Linked DNA regions of Ctenopharyngodon idella: region 1 is linked to region 2. The links are chromatin contacts, called in public Hi-C maps. All regions are on one chromosome and are shown on one strand. The core of a region is the stretch at or near the end of the contact, and the rest is flanking DNA. Distances in the headings are between cores, read along the strand shown. Region 1 holds the start of rassf10b (Ras association domain family member 10b). Region 2 holds the start of parvab (parvin, alpha b).

Evidence for each region. Hi-C and Micro-C count contacts between places; a contact is called where the count stands out from the background.
Region 1: a Hi-C map of muscle shows a contact between it and region 2, with 8 times the contacts expected there. The contact joins the promoter of rassf10b here to the promoter of parvab in region 2. A contact is called at or near these places in 2 of 2 Hi-C or Micro-C datasets (both in muscle).

The regions. Positions count from the first base shown.
Region 1 is chr7:45,654,135-45,661,771 of HZGC01, forward strand. It overlaps rassf10b (Ras association domain family member 10b), which reads left to right and starts at 6,000. Exons shown (of 1, transcript XM_051900008.1): 1 at 6,000-7,637. The coding sequence starts at 6,282. The coding sequence ends at 7,631.
Region 2 is chr7:45,521,156-45,527,948 of HZGC01, forward strand. It overlaps parvab (parvin, alpha b), which reads left to right and starts at 3,561. Exons shown (of 13, transcript XM_051900832.1): 1 at 3,561-3,687.

The DNA of each region.
Region 1 (7,637 bases), core at 4,750-7,249, 140 kb after region 2:
ATTTAAAGGGTTTATTCAAAAAATTAAAGTTCTGTCATTATTTACTCACCCTCATGCCATTCCAAACCTGAATGACTTTCTTCTGTGGAATGTTTGGAATATCGTTTAATGTTCCACAGAAGAAAGCCATACAGCAGAGGTCTTCAGCCGTGCTCCTGGAGGCCCACTGTCCTGCAGAGTTTAGCTCCAACCCTAATCAAACATCTGAATCAGCTAATCAAGATCTTCAGGGTTGCTTGAAAATCACAAGCTGAAGCAAGTTAGATATAACATTTTCAGGTCAGTGGGCCTCGAGGAGCAGGGTTGAAGACCAGTGCCGTACAGTTTTGTAATGACGTGTAATGCGTTAAATTTCTCATTTTGGGGTGAACCATCCCTTTAAGGTTTTAGAATGGCGCTTGTAATCGATGTTCTCGCAGGGATGGATTGTAGTAAATTATCTACCAGTCTGCAGCGCCCTCTGTCGCCACTTCTAGGAACAGGCTTTGAAAACAAAGTAAAAGGTATAGTTCACCCAAAAATTTTAATTTTGTCATAATTTACTCACCCTCAACTTGTTCCAAACCTGTATGAGTTTCTTTCTTCTGCTGAACACAAAAGAAGATATTCTGAAGAATGTCAGTAACCAGACAGTTGACGGTAGCCATTGACATCCATATTAGGGAAAAAAATATTATGGAAGACAATGGCTACCGTCAACTGTCTGATGATGACCAAATTTTTGGGGTGAAATATCATTTATGAAAATCTACACATTTAGTGCATGTCTTGTATCTGCACAATTAGGCTACTGTTTACTCCAATACAGCTGTGAAATAGTGAATTAAATGTATTGTATGTTAAGAAATATTACAAACTTTACCTTTAACTTTTGTGCATAATTTAAACGCATAAAAATGTCTATTTTAATGCATATTTGAAAGCTGTAGGCATTAATATGTATGGCCCTTTCGTGCACTACATGTAGTTAAAGTAATAGCAGTGAACACTAGGGGCGGTATTTTACAGGTATTACATTTTTTTAAAATTGCTTACACACTAAAAGTGGTGCTCAGTGAAACCATTCACTCATGTAACTAATTTTCAGACATAGTCTTACACTCAGTTTGCAATTGTAAAACAGCATTTTTGCAAAATGCTAAACACGGTTCTCTGCATTAGACACTCAGATCTACAGCTCGTTTCATTTTGTCATTTAAATGCCACACTAATTTACCGATTACCTGCACCCACTGATCATGTGTGAAAACACATAATTTGTTCACTTAGAAACCAAAACTCAATGTTCTGAGAAACAAATCTACATTTTTCACCCTTGCATTTCCATTTACAGTTTTTTTTTTTTACAATTGCTTAAGCACAATTTTAAAAACAAGGCTCATTTTGTCAAAACACTACACACAATTCACAGATCCACACACACAAGTAGCAGAACACCAAAATGAAACACTTCATTCAAAACTTTACATTAATTTAACAAAACCCAACTTTGACACCGTATGGAGCACACATGGTTCAAACATTCTGATTCTGTTTGATTCATTTACACACTGCTGTGCTCAATCTTAAACACTTTAACTTTTATACTTTTCTAATGATATAGTCTGGGTTTGATTTTTTTTTTTTTTTTTCTCAGAGATATTGTTAGAGTAAAGTACATGAATATGTTGAAAAAAAAAAAAAACACACAAGATCAGTACTGCACACTGATGAAAATATTTATTTCTCACCACTTTGTAAAACCATTCAATACATCCATGCCTTTCCAAAGGTTACATTTTACACTGAAAATCAGGACATATTCTAAATACAATATATTACACAATCAGAAACATTTGTGGAGACAAAACAAAAGCATGACTTTAAATGAAAAAAAAAAAAATAGAAAAAACACCTAAGCATCATCTCTTGGCCTAGCTGGATCTGGCAATAGCACTTCATCCACATCACAGGTGATGTCCTCTCACGCAAGACAGCGAGGGAAGAATCTTCTTGAATCCATCCTTGCACAGACCCTTCATCAATTAGGTCAGGCCTTCTCCATGGCTTGAATGAGGGATATCCTGACATAGGGCTGGAGATAGTAAACCTGCCATGCCAAAAAAAAAAAAAAAAAAAAACTCCTCAATGGGTTTAAGGAAGGGACAGTATGGTGGGAGGTACTGGAGTGAAAATTGTGGACGCTTCTGAAACCAGGTTTGGACCAGAGCAGATAGGTGGAAATATACATTGTCCCATATGACAATGTATCCATTTGGTCTCCTGCTGTGATGATTTTGTGTAGTCTTTCTAAAATGTGAATATGTGGGCCGTGTTGTAAGGGCCTAAGTTGTCATGCTTGTGATGTTAACACTACGTTGGCCCGGGACATTCAAAATAGCTCTGTGGCCAATGATTTTTCTCCCTCTGCCTCTTACTGCAACATTGCCTTCCATTTTATTGAAGACACAAACTCACCTTTTGCCTTTTTTTAGTACTTGCATCTGATTGTTGAGTTTACAGTTAAGCACCTAAGTGTCTGAACACCTGACGGCCATGTTTGATCAATTGGTTTATAGGGGTGGTATTTTGGAAAGCAGTGTCTTGAAATGGCGAAGAAGTGACATGTTAGATTTCTGTGTCTAATGTAGAGTGTTTAGTGTTTTGCAAAAAGTGTGAGGCTGGGAATGTGCTTATAGTTGTGCAGATCTGGGTTAAGGTTTTGCTCCTTGAGTGTAAGGTTTCAGTAAGTGTTATTTTTAGTGTGTAAGCAATCGTAAAAAACTGTATTTTGTAAATATATACTGAATATGTGTCAAGTCACCTTTATTTCTATAGCGCTTTATACAATTCAGATTTTCAAAGCAGCTTCACAACATATTCAAATTCTAACAAGCCATTAGTGTCATTATTCAGCTCAAGTCAGATCAGTGTTGATTCAGTTCAGTTCAGTTCACACTCAACAAGCAAAAGACACAATAGAGTAGTGTTTTTCTTTTTCTTTTTTCTTCTTTTTTTTTACATCTGTGTGTAGTTTGTTGTGTATATGGCTAATAAATTGATGGTTTGAGTGTAGAGTTACTATGCAAAAACACCATTTGTAAAAAAGTAGTTTTGAATGAAGTGTTTGCGTTTGCTATAGATGTGTGACGTTTTGCATGTTGTGTGCATGTTTTGTGGTTTTGTGTGTAGAGCCATAGTTTTGGAAATTATGTGTAAAGCTGTAATTGTGAATGTTGCAGTAATGAGAGTGAACAGCAGGTGTCACTGCAGGATCGTTCTCAGGAAGCGGTTAAACTTTTTTTTTTTTTTTTTTTTTATATGAAGAGATGAAGTTTTAAAACATACTTTTACAATGATCATGCAGTTCGCTTTATTACAAGGATTATGGTCCTTTAATCTTAATTAGATCTGGTTTGACCCTAAATTCGAATTTCTTTTACCAACAAATAAAATATGAGCATATAAACTCATTGTACAGTTTACAGTTAGGCTATTCATTTGCTTACAGGATAAACAGGTGTTTGTGTTGTGATTCTCAGTGCAGCAGCATGTTTTAAGTACTCCAAGCTTGAAGAAGCAAATACCCCAACTTAGATTTGGCCTTCGAGATTAAAACAACACAAAAATGCAAATACTAAAATAATTTAGCAGACAAACTGTCCTTCACAAGGTTTGTTTCAGGCATGTTCAGCAGTAACTCTGTTCAGAAGGCAGGCGTTTGTGAACCAGAGAGAGGCTGCTTGTTTCTATTGTTTTGGAAACTGCAGGTTAAAGATGCACTCAGGTTAAAGGTGAATAGTACTTTAAATCATGTCCACTCACATGAGATGACTCCAGTCATAGCCTGATAAAAGCTGATTTATTGTACCTAGAGATGTGCCTTATGGGGACATACTGATATCACATGACCAGCCAAATACATCTTTAGTCTCTGTAAACCTCCTGTTATCCACTATTTTCTCACAGAATAAAAGCATGTGTAACACTTTACAATAAGGTTAATACAAATAGTAAACATGAACTAACAAGGAAAATGCTCTGAAGCATATAGGCCTAGGCTGTATTAACATTATTTTATCTTAATCTCAACATTTACTTATACATTATTAAAAACATAAGTTGTATCTGTTAATAAAGGACTTGAGCAACATGAAAAGTTGCATAAATACTGAAAGAAAATGTATTGCTTATTGTTGACCATGAAATCAAAATGAACCGTTCTTATTGTATATTGCAGTATTTATTATAAATGATTTATCTGTGCATTACTGTTTTTGTCTTTTTTTTTTCTTTTTTTTTCAATTCATATGCCTTTGTAATCTTTGTATTCTCTGATGACGTGTTTACTGGCGCGAGGGCGGGGCGACCTGTCACTTACATGAGATCCACCAATAGCAAACCACAAACATCCAATCAATTCCCAGTGGATAAAATGAAGTCCCGCCCTACATTTTTTCTTCTTCGAGAAGCCGTTTCACTCGGATATATGTCACAAAATGATACTGGTCATTGCATCATAAAAAATTATGCAAAATAATTAATAACAACCAAAACAAAATAATAATTAGGCTATAAAATGAATATATGTGTTTTTATGGAAACTTAGGGTATTTGTTCAATAAAAAATAAAAAAAAGGAAATGAATCCCAAGTGAGTTTCACAAAAGTCAATATTACATATGACTGTGATAAATTAATATGATTATCCTGTGAAATGATATATGAATTCCCTGAGTTTATCATTCATTTTTGTGTCAACAATCAAAACAACTTATCAGATCCTTCATCTTTTATCCAGTGTTTTCATTTCCTTGCTTCATTTTTTGTTTTACTTAAATGTTTTTTATTAAATATTTTAAATAGAGATTTTTATTTTATGCCATCTAAATAGAAGTGCACACCATACCTATCTTATAAACCTATACATAATATATGGGCTATTCTACAGAATTGGTGCAAACTGCTGTCTCACAACCAAAAAACACATTTAAAAAGCATTTAAGTATTCAAATTTTAGATGCTTACTAAGATCCTACAAAGAATTATTTTATATTTTATTTTTAAATCATGAAACTTTATGTAAAAAATGTGTCCCGCATTTTCATGTCACCGAAACAATGTATGTTTTCGTTTTTTTTGGGTGTTATTCCATAAAATGTAGTTTTGATGTGTGTACAACTGTTCAGAACTGTGCTAGCTAACCATTACTGGCATCTTTGAGCTAGGCTCAGAAATATCTAGAATAGTATCTCTGATTAGTATCTAAAATTGTCACTACCGAAACAGTCATGACCAAAACATGTCATCATTGTTTTGGTAGTGACAAAAGGGGACACATAATTGTTTATTTGGGGGAAATTAACAAAATTTTAGTACAGTTATGCAAATCATAAGTATTTTAGTATGTTTTAGTATGTGAGTTAAAATCCTGTAATGTGATGTGGTCACTACCGACACATTACTGTCACTACCGAAAATGTGCAGTCACGACCGAAACATGGGAAGTTTTGTCAAATATAAAGTATATTGAATTATCAACTAAGATGTTATTATAGTGTTTGGTTCAATGTATATTCAAACTAATGAGTAGTAACAATAAACTTTATGCCTTTTACAAAGAAAGATTGGATTCAAAATACAACAAATCTCATAATTTACACATGAAATATTGTTAAAATTGTAACTGTTATTGATTTACCTGTGAAAACTTTTTTTAAAAATGGCAAATATATATATATATATATATATATATATTCACAAGGTACATGTCATAAAATTTTAACAGCTCAATGTAATTAAATGATTTATTATTGTGTTTCGGTAGTGACACATTTGGGGAGAGGAAAAATATTCCAAAACTTTCTAAAAAATACAATATGAGAATTAACAGCACAATTACTAGAAATGTGTACCTTGGATATTATACAATTTGCATACATACAAAATTTGTGGAAAAAGACTCAAGTCTGTAGAATGGCTCATATAGGCTAGAGAGAGTGGCAGCGGTGTAGGTCATGTGATCAGTGTAGTGCACTCGCAGCAGCGCTGTCCCGTCTGCTCTCATTCACCACAGAGACTGAGAGACACACATGAGGGCTGCCAAACCTGACAACTCTGGAGCATGAGGAACTCTTTAATTCGTTTACGGACCGAAACAACATTTTTTTTTTTTTTTTCAACAGTGTGGATTAACCCTTGACATCTCATACAATATTTCTATTTCATAATAGTTTTCACTTCACCTGAATAATTTCCTGCACCAGGAAACTTTTACTGGGACATTAACTATCAGTCTGCGAGATGGAGGCAGAGGAGAGTAAAATTTCAGTGTGGGTTTGTCGCGAGGAGAAGCTCGTGTCGGGCTTGTCGAAACGCACGACCTGCGCAGATGTGATCGGGGTTTTACTGGAGGAGCAGAACCTGGAGCCGCGCGTGTCTCTCTCGGGGTCTCCTCAGTCCTACTGCATCGTGGAGAAGTGGAGAGGGTTCGAAAGGATTTTACCGAACAAGACCAAGATCCTGCGACTGTGGGGCGCGTGGGGAGAGGAACAAGAAAACGTCCAGTTCGTGCTGGTGAAAAACGAGGCATCTCTCCCGAGCAACGGGCCGCGGAGCGCAGAGGCGCGCGTCGTTCTCAGCAAGGAGAGCCCGTGTGTCTACAAGGGGACCGCAAGAGTGACCATGGCTCTGTCACAGGAGAAACAAAGACGGATAGTAAGGAAAGCGTTCAGAAAATTGGATAAAATCAACAAGAAAAGAGCTCAGGCTGCATCCAAGGACGCATCATGTATGGAGAAGATGGAGACCCTTGTGCACCTGGTCATTTCTCAAGATCACACCATCCGCCAGCAGATTCAGAGGATAAAAGAGCTCGACAGGGAAATCGACAGGTATGAGGCTAAAGTTCATTTTGATAGAATGAAGATGCACGGGATCAACTATGTTCAGGATACGTATTTAGTGGACGCCAACCCTGATAAAGTTGGTGAGGGGGACAAAACCAGCCCTGAAGAAGCTCTCGCACAGTTTGAGGAATACGCTCAGAGATGCGAGGAGGTCATCAAACTGCAAGAAGAGCTGGCTGAGCACGAGGCCCTCATGGAGAGCATCACAACTGAGATACAAGAGGAACTCAACCAGAGATGGATGAAAAGAAGGCACGAGGAACTCGCGAATAAAGACGCTGAAACCACTTCTCAAGAAGCGGTCCCAACTCAAGAAAATGATGCAGGATCTTCAGCGGTGGATGACGGCGACTTGCTTTTGGAAGAGGAGAGGATCAGGACCCAACTCGACACCAGCTTGTACATCGGTCTGCGGCTGAACACCGACTTGGAGGCTATAAGGAACGATTTGGACTTGACCGAGGAGATATGGGGGGCAAAAGAGAAAGAACTAATGGATTTAATGGAGAAAGTGAACTCTCTGGATTTGGAGGAGGACAGTGCAGACAATGCGGAGCTGAAAGAGGAAAACACAATAGAAGCAGACAGATTGATGCCTCTCGAGGGGGACAGTAGTGTGTGGGTGGAACAGGCAAGAGGGCTTTCAAAAACATGTGACGTGAATGATGACGACTCAGATACGGGACTCAGTTCAATGCACAGTCAAGACTCAGATATCACACCCGTCTGTGAGTCTTTAGTGTGAAAAGCA
Region 2 (6,793 bases), core at 2,311-4,810:
TGTGGATCTGTGAATTGTGTGTAGTGTTTTGACAAAATGAGCCTTGTTTTTAAAATTGTGCTTAAGCAATCATAAAAAAAAACTGTATATAATAGGCTACTTATTTATAATAATTATCAAATGCTAATTGCCTTGTCAGTCTTATATATGGTTAGTTGGTGACCCGTGTATCACTGAACAGAAGAACAGTGATACTCAGTAATGTAGGTCAGGTGATTCTGATCTTTTAGATGCCACGGATCCCCAAATATGGTTGTCCTCATGCAAGGGACCCTCATCCGAAAAATTAAAAGACTGTTATATATTTTCAAGTATAAAGACACAATTAATACAGTGGAAAATGACTATATGGCTGGCTTAAAATGACCAATTAAAAATCAGACACATAATTACTAGAGGCAACAATAATACTCAAAAGGTGAACATTTATTAATAAGCAATTTAATACATGTTTATTGTTGAATTATTATTCATTAAAATTATTAATAAATGTTTATTTATTAAACATATTAATAAATGTTAATTTCCAACATACTTTGGGTTCATTTTAAGCAGGCAATACAGTCATTTTTAAACAATAGTTGAATAAATAAAACTACCCAGCAGGTTAGGCAAACATTTAACCCAACTGATGGGTTATAACAACCCAAATGCTGTGTTTGTCCATTTTCAACCCAACTTGGGTTGTTTTAACCCCAGTGTTATAAACATATATCAGTGTATCTGTGCACGCGAGTGTCTGCAGACAGTTATGACCACTAGAGGGCGATTTTGACCACCATAAACTACAAAATGTGTCTGTTGCTAATGTTTACTGCTGTTTAGCAAGTCTACTTCAAAGATAAACCTGTTGTGTTTGCTTGCTTGTTTGATTTAAATTGTATTTTAGGTTTTCTTTTGTTTTGTTTTTGCTGCTGCTCAGCTTTTTTATGCCACAAAGAAACTTTATTGTGAGGCTGGTTTCTGCAAAAGAGAAGCAGGCATACGATACACAATACTGTACGATACACAAGATTAGCCTACATGTTACATTTTTGCAAGTAAGAATTTGTGTAAATTTTGTACAAACCGAACATCAAAGTCTGAAGCATTTATCCATAACATCACAAACAAATATTAGACTTTGTGTTCTAGTATCCCTTCAGAAAACTGACGAAACAAATAAAAGTGAACGCAGCTGAGGCATATCTATAGCCCTTTCTGAACTGAGCAGATAAGACGGAGAAGAAGCAGACGTTCCAAAGCAGAAGGTTATCTCTTTATGCCATCCACACAATGAAAAGGTTAATGTTGTTCATGAACATCTCACTACTGATGCTCCTTGTCAACATATGAATATAGACATGTCAAAATGTCAAAACTGAAATGCTTGTTTTGGTTTCTTACTATTTCCTTTTTTCCTTCTACTTCTCTGCTGCTTTGTTTATCTAGTCATCTAATTCATTCTTTCTTTCTTTACCTTTTTTGATGCCCCCATTTCTTATGTAATTTTGCCTGGGCTCAGTTCTCTACACCAGATTGCGTACGCTACGGATTGGTTTCATGTCTTTCCACCAACATGTGCTAGTCAATTCAATTATGTGATATGGGGGCATACGTTACAGAACCATTTAAAACAGAACACTCTTTGCTTACGCAATTCCTGAAAATAGATATCCAGTTGAAAAGCATTTAGCCCAATAATGTTGGGCAGATGATCTCTTTTGCTTTGGATAAGTGGTGTGTGAGTCGTGCAGCATTACATGCCTGGAGACTGGAGAGAAAAAAGGTCAACAATACAGAATTATACAAGCTCTGGGACTTTTTATCACTATGTGTATATTTGTGAATTATGTATTTTTGAGTGTGTTTTCCAGCTGCACAGCTGTCCTTTAAAACAAAAGTTCACCCGAAAATGAAAATTATTTTCTCACTTTTATGCTGTTCCGAACATTGATGACATGCTTCTGCAGTAAAACACAAAAAGATAAGGATTTTTGTTTTGTTTTGTTTTGTATAAAATATGTCTTTTCAGTACAGTGAAAGCAAATGTGCAAATGCTCCAGAGCTTTAAGAATGGCAAAAAAAAAAAATAAAAAAAAAAAAATAAAAAAAAAAAAATATATATATATATATTTAAATATTTTCTATTTTCATTTTACATTTAGTTAAACTTTTAGTAATTTTGTGTGTTTTAGTCTTATTGTTTTGTACATCATTTTTATTAATTTTATTTCAGTTTTAGTTATTTGTGTTCATATTGAATATGTTGATGTGAATGAGATTTGAAAACCATAGAGATTTTCAATGAATAACAACTTTAATTTCGGTCTGTATCATGGTTATTATAGGTACCTAAAAAAGTTCTCATTTTAAACTTTTTGCCAAGGCAACATTTCTTATTTTCATTTAGTTTATCTTGATTTACTAAAATGAGATTCGACAGTTACGTTGGAAGTGATTTCAATGAATAACCAGTGAAGTTTGGGTCTTTTTCAGACAAAGACTTGGATTATAGTGCATGAGTCTATAAAAGGACTATTTCAAGGGTCTTCAACCGGGGGTCCGCCGATTAATGTTTGATCACAAATATTTACAGCGGCTGCGTCCGAAATCGCATACTTCCCTACTATATAGTATGCGAAAAACAGTATGCGAGGCGAGTAGTATGTCCGAATTCATAGTATTCGAAAAACAGTCGGCGAGAAGTACCCGGATGACCTACTGCTTCCGACCCGAATTCTGTAGTAGGCATACGATGGACGCTGTGCTATCGGAGACGTTCGTTGTTAAGCAGTTTAATGAGATTAGAAAACTTAATGGACAGCAACATTCAGGCGGCAGTAGATTGTAGGGCTCACAGTTTGTAAATGTTATGTAAATATATATATATATATATATATATATATTTTTTTTTTTTTTCTAGAATATGTATATACTCTTTATTATTACCATTGTATTTATTTATGTATATATTGTATATAATATTTAGGCTATGTATATGTTGTGTGTATTTCTCTCTCCCTCTCTGTCTATATCTATCTACACATTATTTATTTATATATATGTTTTCAAGTTTATTGATTCATGTGTCTTTTATTTCTCTTGTGTATTTTTATATGCGTTCATTTATAACAACTTAATTTCGTTGCTCAAAATCAGCCTCTGTCATGATGTTCACAGACATGTCTTTTTATTCTGAGGTAAAATTTGCTAGCTAAATAGGTGATTATACTTTGACAAACAAGCTGTTGACGAAAGCGTGATCTGCGAGCAGCTGCCCGACGATTCCTTTGAGCTGTTGATTGAATCGACGATAAAACAAAAATGAAAGCGGTAAGCATTAATAAAAACATTGCCGATGAAAGCGGAGTAGAGCGGGCCCTTTAAATTTTCGCGCTGTTGTGACGACGCATGACACGTGACAACATTAACTTGGCGGATGTAGTACGTCCGAATTCCATTCATACTACCCATATTCATACTATATAAAACGTACTTTTTTAACGGTCGGGGAGTACGTTCAAATTCAAATGTAGTACGCGATTTCGGACGCATCCAGCGTGTTTTTGCAGCGGTTCTAGAATGCAACGCCCAATCAGAGGTGTAAGTTAGAATCCACTCACCGCTCAAAACGCCGGAGTTTTTGTTCAGTGATGAGTTCTGCTCGCTTTCGCGAATCCTCTCATTAACAAAGAAAGGCACGATGTAAGTAAGATATTAATTATGCAGTATACAACTTTATTGATTAATGGAATGTCGTGAGATCGCGAACTGAGATGAGTGACAGCTTTTAGTGATTGTAAAGTGAGCGCTTTCGAAGCTATATAGCTATAATCCATTGAATAAAAGTATTGTTTTTCATGCTGCTAAGAGGACCGATGACCAATTGACCCTTCGCTGGGAGTTTGATTGACAAGCTATCTAACCAATCATAACGCCGAATCCGCCATTTTGTCCGACAAAGCAGTCCGGAGTTAACGTTAGAAGATTAACCTCTGTGGACTTGAAAAATGATGTGTAGCTACTGACTTTTTTTCGCGTTTGAAACGACATTCCTTCTCATGTTCATTGTTTATTTGCTGCTATAAATTAACTAGTAGAAGAGATGATCGGTTCACGAGCCGCCTGATCTGAGGCGCTATAGCGATCTGTCACGACACATTAAAGAGCCACAAAACGGGTTTTATTGTACAAATTTCTTAAAAAATGACACAATTTGAAAGCTGGGACTTTGTTTAATATAATAAGTAACCTGCTCTGTCTTGTCTGCCGACGTGTTGTCAGTTTCCTCTTTGCTCCGCGATGTATTTTTCACGCTGTGTGGCGTGACAGCGCCATGGCTTGCCGGACAAAGCAACTGTAACTAAGGGGGGCGGGTCTTTGCGAAGGGTTAATTAGCCTAACATCTACATATAAATGCAGGATTCACTATCGAAATTGCAATTAATATAGTGATACTAGCCAAAATAACAGTAGATAAATATGAATATTTACTAATGAACCATGCTGAAAATCAGCCTATTTGAAGAATATTGTTAGCTGATGCTAACTGGCTAGCTAACTAGCTAGCTAGCTGATGCGATCTCGAGGTAATTTTTAAATATAAAATCCAGATATTTTATCAACCACCTAGTTAGATTACATTTGATGGAAAAACAAAGTATGTGGTGTTCAGAACATGGTAACTACGGTAATTATGACAGTGGGAAGCGATGCCCCCTGGGGGCGTTTTACCCCACAGACTAGGTTTGACAAAAAAAAAAAGTCATTCTAAAAATATAATTGTTTTCCTTAAATAACATGTACTCTCTAACTACAGGCCTTACTATTCTCATATCATATATAACTGTGATGTTCAGCAAAACAACAAGCTTTAAATCACTTTTTTTCTTACTGACAAGAATTAGATCACTTACCGCCAAAAATTAGATCACTTACTGTAAAATCCATTTTCTCTCAGGTACATCGCCAGTGTAAGCTTCAGAGTGAATACTTCTACATCACTCTTGTCAACTTAGTTCATAGCAACAACAAAAGTGTATCGACTTTATCTGGTGGTTATTTTGGGAAAAACAGTAGGGGGGCATTTTACCCCAAGGGGGCGTTTTCCCCCACTCTACCCCTACTAGAAAAATATTCGTACAAATATATTTTTTTAAATTCCATTCCAATTATTTGCAAAAGTAATGACTTGTAAATAATCTTAAATGTCTCTCTGTACATTGCTATTCTTGTTATGGTGGTGCCGTTGCGTTCACATTACATCTGCACTTTACTGGAGAACCCTCTCTAATTTCAGATACTCACTGATTTGATTCTTAATTGACCATCTCACAGTAAAATTAAAATGCTAAATTTTAGTAAACGTTAAGCTAAAGTTCAAGAAAATGTTTATCTGATTAATAAAAGAAGTATGACTCATTTAAAATAATTTACAATAACTGCAAACAACTAAAGAATTGTGATTTTTATTGCAACATGTTGTTTATTATGATGCATAAATATCAATTTTAACAATGAAAAGTAATATAGACAGTGATGCATGTGGAACAACAATAATGTGCATAGTTCTGATCTACTGTCTTAACATGATATAACATATTCTTAATCATAATATAATTAGTTTCTATTAATATTGAAGGCTATATGCTTAATATGTAGCTCTGTTTGACACATTTTGTATCGGGGGTTCCTGCTCCATGTCTCTATTGCCTAAAGGGTCCTTGCCCTGAAAAACATTGAAGACTCTTGGACTATATTTATGAACTATACTTATTTTTTGCAGTGTTGGAACTCAACAGCATATATTCCCTTTCGATTTTATCGCATGGAAAAAAGCAGCATTAACATTCTGCCTAATATCTCCTATTGTGTTCCACAGACGAATGGGTGGTGAGTATATAAAAGATGATAGAAATGTTACTTTTGAGTGAATTCTTTCTTATAATAGGTTGTCAAAAATCTGATCTGAACACTTTACTCTCATTTCATGCTCCACACAGGAACATGCTGTTAGTTCAGACTAGCTCAGCTAGAGCACAGCATTCAGGGACTTTGTCTGGGAACTCTGGAGTTGACCTTGAGGCCCAGCGGATATTTCCGTGTAGTGCTTTTCCACAGCAGGCGTAGATGGCACAGACCCAAAGAGGGAGAGAGAGAGAGACTGTAGTGTCAGGAGGTAAAGGAGGGGGGTATTTTTCTGTTCCTGACCTGGGCCAGAGTGACCTCAGCAGGGATGCTGTGAGAGGCTCTGCGGCGGCCGGAAGCCATAAGCCAGGATGTGAGTGGAGGCAGAGGAGAGGAGAGCAGAGCACTAACCCTCCTCTCTCTGGTGAGCTGCTCTGACTGCGCGACTCTGCAGGATCCCACTGAAGTGGAGGGAGAAAATAGCAGATCAAACACATCTACAAAGGCCTCTGGAGGAAACAAAAATACAGTGTTTCAAACATACCAATCATATCCTACAGCTCTCTCAAAGACTGGACGTTTCAATGGTCTAATCTCGTTCTTTAAGGTGCGAAAGGCGTTGGCGAAAAGCTGTTATTCTTACAGACTATAAATTTATACATTTAAAAATATTTGATCAGACATGTTGGTTTTAACTATTCTGAAGAATATGTGTGCAGTGTTTGTCCATGCAAAACTTGCATACCCAGCTAACAGGGAATGTTTTAAGAACTTCTCTAATGTTCTGACAAGTTTCTTCTCTCAAAGTTAACAGAACATTATCTGGTCTTTAATAATGTTCTCAAATCGTCAGCACTAAAACATTATTTTTGAACATTCAGAATTAACGTTTCATAACTTAATG